Linked DNA regions of Triticum aestivum: region 2 is linked to region 1. Evidence: chromatin contacts called from public Hi-C data. All regions are on one chromosome and are shown on one strand. The core of a region is the stretch at or near the end of the contact, and the rest is flanking DNA. Distances in the headings are between cores, read along the strand shown. Region 1 holds the start of LOC123154035. Region 2 holds the start of LOC123149375.

The links. A called contact is a pair of places that touch in the nucleus more often than the background predicts.
Region 2: a Hi-C map of leaf shows a contact between it and region 1, with 3 times the contacts expected there. The contact joins the promoter of LOC123149375 here to the promoter of LOC123154035 in region 1. A contact is called at or near these places in 3 of 5 Hi-C or Micro-C datasets (all in leaf).

Annotation. Positions count from the first base shown.
Region 1 is chr7A:129,108,177-129,111,903 of IWGSC CS RefSeq v2.1, forward strand. LOC123154035 reads right to left here and starts at 1,653. Exons shown (of 18, transcript XM_044572846.1): 1 at 210-1,653. The coding sequence starts at 1,296.
Region 2 is chr7A:129,297,989-129,301,450 of IWGSC CS RefSeq v2.1, forward strand. LOC123149375 reads left to right here and starts at 1,867. Exons shown (of 3, transcript XR_006474613.1): 1 at 1,867-2,276; 2 at 2,362-2,468; 3 at 2,574-3,334.

The DNA of each region.
Region 1 (3,727 bases), core at 403-2,902:
CCTTACCACAAGAAAGCAAGGAAGGGACTAGGGGAAAAAGGTACCATTTCAGTGCGACAAAGCAGCATAAGAAGACAGAAAACTAGGTGAAATATTTAGTAGAATTTCACTATAGAGCGATACCATGAGGTGCAATGTATCCCATAAATTAGAGGCTTTCTGGTATACACAAGGACCACACTTCTACATGACAGAGTAGAAATACATACCATGGCTACATCGAACACATGCACCACGCATAATCTTGCAAATAGTGCAGACCATTTTTGTCCGCTTCTCTGGGATGTCTTCGATATTTGTGATAGGTTCCATTGAGTCCATGTCCTCTACAAAAACCTCCGGTGACCATAGACTACAGAACAAGTGTGCAAAATTCAGGTTGCCCCCATTTGCAATTCCACCAGGCTCACATTTTACAGGTTTCAAAGCACCTTTCTCCGTTGAGCAAAGCACACAAGGCATAAACGCAATCCTGCCTGCATCACTCTGTGTCAACCTCCGTTCACACAAGGCACACATCCAATAGCCATCTGGCTCGACCTGCACACCATAACACTTCTGGTGCACCGACACCTTGCAGCGATTGCACTGGAGCATCCTATTGGAGGCAGCATCACTCTCTCCCAAACAACATACATCACACTTTGAACAAGAGTCACCTTCTAAGGGTGGCAGGACCACAAGCTGCTCAAGCCCAGCATCTGCACCCAGCAGCTTCCTCTTCTTGTTTGGGCGCTCCGAAGTGAGCACAGCCCGTCCTCTTGCTCCCAGGAGCCAACTCAATGAGGAGTCCGGATTCTGGCTGAGGCCTGGTAAAACAACACCATCTCTCTTGCCTGGATCTAGTTCAATTACCACCGGTTGCTCGTCTTGGTGCAAAATCACCTCCTGCATATCCCGTTCACAGTGATCTCCGCTGGCCCCATTGCTATTGACTAGCTCCGCACTGTTCCAAACAAAATCTGAGCTCTCATGTGGATCATGTTTGCTATGCACCATGCCGTTCTCCACCTCTATCGAGTTCGAACCCGAGTTTTCGGCGACCACGGCCACATCAGACGGATCAACATGTCTCCGCAACACTTCCTTGCCACTGCCCACAAAGGGCACAAGAAGGCATGGATCGAGCCAGTTGGAACTGGAGAGAGGCTTGGGCTCTGCCATCTCCAAATCCTGCAGCGTCATATCCCGGAAATAAGGCTCCATCCTGTCCCAGAAAGCATTGGATCTCGATTTGGGCTGCTCCGCAGCAGCTGCCGGGTCCGGCGGCTGAGCCTTCTTGTGCTTCCTCCGCATGTCGCCGACCACCGCCCATCTGGCGACCCGCGCGGGCAGCAGAGAGTTCCGGGCGGCCGCCTCCTCGCCGTCGAACGGCGAGCGCAGCGACAGCGCCTTCCTGGCCTGCTCGGACGTGCCGACGCCGCAAGCCTCCGGCGAGGCCCCGGCGGCCGCGTCGTCGTCGCCGGCGAGCGGCGCATCTTCGCCGGCGTCCGGGGAGGACGGGCCGGCGCCGGCGTCGGCGGCGGGCCGAGCTCTCCGGCGAGGCGCCACGGCGGTCGTGGGGGCGGAAAACCTCTGGGGGCTAGGGTTTCTCACGGGTCACGATTTTGGGGGGAGTTCAGATCCGCCAGCGGGAGGGAGGGAGAAAGAGGGGAGAGAGAGACGGTTGCTTTTCCTTCTCTGTGTAAAAAAAAATCGCGGCGCCCGTTTGTCTGTCGCGTCCCACCGTGTCGTCGTAGTGGGCTGGGCCTCGGGGCGTCGTGCTCGTGCCTCGTGAAAGGTGCCCTCGCCGTAAATGCCACGGGCACCCCGAGGCGACTCGCGCGGCTGCGGGCAGCCTGGCTGCGGGGGCGGTCCCGCGTTGTCAGTGAGGGAGCTTGCGTGGCCGGAGCGATTTCGTCGAGGGGATACCCGGCTGCGGCTCTGTGTTGGCGTGGTCTCCTCACGGGGATTCGGTTCTAGTTGCATGACTGACGTGTGGTCCCGGCTGCCGTTACGTGTCCTCGGATCCTCGGCTCGGTTACCGGGTTGGCGGGTAGGTGACGGGACGCGTGGTTGCCTATGACTCGAGGCGGGCCCACTTGGTGGGCTGGGCGGGCGACTGCGCACACGTACGCCTGCACGGCCACAGATTTGGAAACGGTTGGGGCCTCCCTTTCACGTGATGTGGGTCGATGGCAGGTGGGGCCCGGGTCTCCGTCTTTATGGGAGCCGTTGGACTGCGCGGTTCTACTTCGATACGCACAAAGTACCAACAATGGGGCTGGCCCATTTCGCCAACCCATCAAGGGTGTGTTTGGTTACATTCTCAACTTAGCATAGTTGTTTCCTCTTTATGCATGCTCAACCCAACATTCTTTTCATGCATGCTCCTAGTGTATTTGTGCTAAACTAGTGTGGATTCATGCATCCTTCATACACTCTACCAAACACCTAAAAGTGGGTTGAGAAGGGAACTCTTGGGCTCATGCACCCTTATACACCCTACCAAACACACCCCAAGTGGAGGACCTCGGCCTACAAGACGAAACGGCCGTAAAGGCTTCGTCAAACCAATTACAAATGTAGAGGGTTTATATTCAAAAATACTCCCTCCGTTTCAAATTACTTGTCGTAAGAATTGATGTGTCTAGAACTAAAATACATTTAGATACATCCATACCTGCGACAAGTAATTCGGAACGGAAGGAGTATGATTTTTGTTTCTGGGTTATCTATTTGCTTTGTAGGATTATTAGAGCGTTGCAATTTTCTCATAAATATAATAAGGCTTGAGTGTTATTATTGTTTGAACAGGAAAAGCCACAAAGGGTCTAGAGCTTCATTAAAAGTAAGGCGGTTACAACACAAAGTCCACACAAGGACTCACATGAAAGGTGAATAGCACCTAAGCCCTTGACTTTTACAAGAAGGACCCTAAACTAGAAATAAAAATTGCAATCAGGTCCATTACATCTTCTTCCTAGATGAAGCCTCGTCGTCGTCGGGGACGCACCACTTGGGGCGATAAGACCATTGCAGCAGCTCTCAAGCGCTTCGAACTCCATGTAGAAGATGCACCTGCCTCCCCTATCGCACTTTTGGCTGGGAGGCAATTGATTGTCACCATTCGGCTAGAAAGGGTAGTGGCTCGTCGTGGAAGACTGGCAGCCAATGGGCAGTTGTCGCTGCTGATTTTCTCCAAACCCATCTCCTGGAGCCAGATCCCCCCAACTTTGCCAACAAATCATCCACATCCATGGTAGCTTGAAGTAGCAGAGAAAGAGGATGGATCCTCCTCTAAATGAGCGCACCTATCGAGCTTATTGGAGGCCGCGTCGGTGATGAACCAAGCAGCAACGAATGGCACCGCGCCACCACCGCCAGGCAAAGCACCACCACAAGCCGCCACACACTGCTCGCACGCGCAAGCGGCATGCTCCTCATTGGCATCTCGTCGGTCCTAAAAGTCACACCAAGACCACTCTAAGGGAACCAGAACTTACCACTACTATATACATGAGTGCACCGAGCACCTTCCCATTCACATCTCCGACGAGCTCCGCTGGTAGAGATGGTCCAAGATCGGGCGGGGCCCGAACTAACTCAAGAGACTCTCAACATAAGCTAGGAGGGGGCATCTAGAAGGATCGATGTGTTCAACTAGAGGGGGTGAATAGATGATTACGAATTTTAATCTTACTTGTCAATTTTAAGGTTAAGTGGATAAATAGGGTTCACTGGATAT
Region 2 (3,462 bases), core at 617-3,116, 190 kb after region 1:
AGGAGACCTAGTGGACTATGTTCCTCAAATGACGAGTTGCCAAGCTCCCGAACACAAACGAAATTGTATTGAAGTTACATAAAAAAAAGGGACCAGTAGCTCTTCGTTTAAAGAAAAGGAAGGCCTGTGTGGCATCATTTGCCGGGCGCCATCGTCAAGGCCCAGGTCCGTCGGCTGCTCGGCTCAGAGTACCCTGGTTCGATTGGGCCGACACATCGTGACGGGGGAGACTTCTCATGGCACACAACCCACGTGACCCCAACAAACCACGAGACATTATTTGTATGGCCACCATGTGTGGTTAGGGACTGTCCCGGACATTATTTGTATTCCAAACTGTTTAGACTTTGAATAAATCCCTAGTTACACCTAAAAAAACACGAGATCAATTCCAAGGGACCTCCTATCTGTCGCATTCTGCGGCAGGACAGGCAGGGCTTCGCACAGGGTAGTCTCCACCTGGGCCGGCCAACACAGGAGCAACAAGTGGTGAAAAAAGCACCGCAAAAATGAGGCATATTAGCTCGAATTTGAACTCACGGTCCACCTCAAATTGAGGTACGTACCTAAGCACCCGAGTTGGGTAGCGCTAGTGATTGGTAAGTAGCGCGAAATAATTTAGAGCAAACTGCATTGACAGATCCGAATATTTTTTTTTCAAACATTTCATGAAAAATCTGAATATCTTTTAAAAGAGATTCCAAACAAAATTTTAAGAACATAAACAAGTTTTGAAAAAATTGGCCAAATTTTGGATTTATAACCAAATTTCAAAACCGGAAGAATGTATGAATTCATGCACAAATTTTAAAAAACAGCAACATTTTTTTAATTCCAATTTTTTTTCACAAACACAAACAAGTTTTGTAAAAAATGTAACCAATATTTGAATTCGCACACAAATTTAAAATTGTGATTTATTCTGAATTTCTCGACAAATTTTGAAAAAGGAATTTTTTTTGAAAACAAGAACATGTTTGACAAAAGGGAACATTTTTTGCATCTGTGAATTGTTTTTGAAACTCTGAACAGAATATGAAAAAGGGAACATTTTTTGAATTTATGAACTAAATTTGAAAACAGGAACATTTTTTGAACTTATGTATATTTATTGACAAGGAGAGCATTTTTCCAGTATGCGAACATTTTCTAAAAATACCCGAACAGTTTTTGAATTTGTGAACAAAATTTGAAAACAGGATTTTTTTTGAACTTGTGAACCTGTTTGAAAGGCAAACATTTTTTATATATCATGAACATTTTTTGAATTGTGACCAAAAATTTCAAAGTACGAACATTTTTTGATATTCCGAACATTTTTTGCAATTTTGAACAATTTTTAGAATTCTGAAAAACAAAAATAGATAAAAAGGAGAATAAAAAGGAATTAAAAATGAAAACGAAAGGGAAAAAAGATAAAGAAAAAAGAATCAGATAACTAAAAAAAATGAAAAGTCAAACAAAACGATAAAAAATCAGCAAAAGGTAAAAACGAAAAAAAAACATACCTGGACCTGTTAATCGCTGGCCTTGCCATGTCTGTGCGTTTGTACCACAACAATGAAACGAGCAAACAGGCCGGGCCTTTTAATCGCTGGCCTCGCCATGTCTGTGCGTTTGTACCACAACTTGACGCAGAGAGCCAACTAAAAAAAAAAAAAACTTGACGAGAGAGCGTCGTATGGGGTTTCTCCAATTCCAACACATGTTCCTTGGGGTAAAAAAGAAAAAGGAAATTGGGGAAAGTCAAGTGCGGCCCTAAAAAAAAAAGGAGTCAAGTGCGCGTCCGACTAGGACCCGGCCGGTGGATCCCGTAGCGTGTATATATGCAGCAGTCCCGCTCCGCCAAGAAAGGTGAAGGTACAGTCCCCTCATCAGAAAAAAAAGGGCAGAGAACATCCACAGCTGAACCCAACCCGCCGCCGCCGTGATGGGTACGTCAGCGTCGTCGTTCCTGGACCGACGCGACGCTCGCCGCCGCGGCTACGAACCGATCCCCCGGCACGACGAGGACGAGAAAGGGATGCCGATCGCTTACGAGGAGCAGAAGGACATACTAGAACAGATGTCGATCCCTCGGCGCGACGACGATCGATCTCAGCCGCAGCAGCAGCAGGAGGAGGACATAATACTCTTCGAGGAGGAGAGGCAAGGGCCGGCGGCCCTGGAGGCGCGCGCGCGCGTGCTGAGGGGCAGGGCCTTCCGGCAAGGGACCGTGTTCCGGACCTGGCAGGACCTCAAGGACTCGGCCCTCTGCTACCTCATCGCCTTAAACTGTACGGCCAAATTATTTACTTACTACTCAGTATTTTTCATCTTGTCCCCTTAATATTACTACTACTAGTCAATGCAATTAAGCAGGCTGATCTGATGCATAAATGCTTCATCGCGTTGTCTTGGTGCATAAATCTGTACGGCCACCGCGTTGCTGCGCTCTGCTAAATGCTTCATCGAGATCGAACACAAACGTACGTGTATCTATCAATATGTAGGCCGTGATTCCGATCGAAGTAACGTGTGCCTATCCATGATTCTGGTTATTATCCATCCATGTGTTGTCTTGGTGCGTGCAGCCAAGTACGAGGTAGAGTACGTGGAGCAGGCGCTGGAGGAGGCGACGACGCTGTTCGCCAGGACCGGCGACCTGCAGCTGGCCGCCACCAGCTGCCTGGAGTTAGCCGAGTTCTACATGGACCAGCAGGACCTGCGGGGCGCGCTTCGCACCTTCCGGCGTGCCGCGGGCTACTGCGGCTACAAGCACCGGAACTGCGGGCACAAGGCCGACGTGGTCGGCTCTCTGCTGCGCGACGAGGAAGCGCTCCGCCGCTGGGGGGTGCTGCCCCTCTCGAGGACTACAAGAGGAGGTCCGCCGGGTACATCCGGTCGTCGGACCCAGACTGGCGCTCCAAAGTGTGCGACCTGTTCCTTTCAACGACTCCGCCGGTGGATATCCCAGAGTCTCTGTGACGGTTGACTGATCGAAGATAGATAGCCCAGGGGTGTTTGTTTCCAGGGACTTTTTGGTGTAAGGACTAGAAAAAGTCCCTAGCAAACCAAACAGGGTGGGACTTTTTTGAAACTTTTTACTAAAAGTCCTTAGAAGCACCTTCTTGAGAGTCTTTTTCAAAAAGTTTCAGGGACTAGAAAAAGTCTTAGGACTAGAGAAACAAACACCACCTTAGTAGTGCAAATTGTATTGTGCAAAGCAAAGCTTGTACTAGTGCAATGCAAGCTTGGAGTTTGCATGCTCTTTTCTTATTGCGATTGCGCTTGCAATGTACGTGTTCGCGTACAAACGCCGGTGTAAATATATTATTTTTCATCATATATAAGTATTTGCCTCCATCCCAAATTAGTTGTCTAAATTTTGTCTATTGACAGATGTACCTAATATTAAATACAGCTCAACATTAAAACGTGTCTATATATAAGTAAAGGACTGTGCTAACAACCAATCGACCG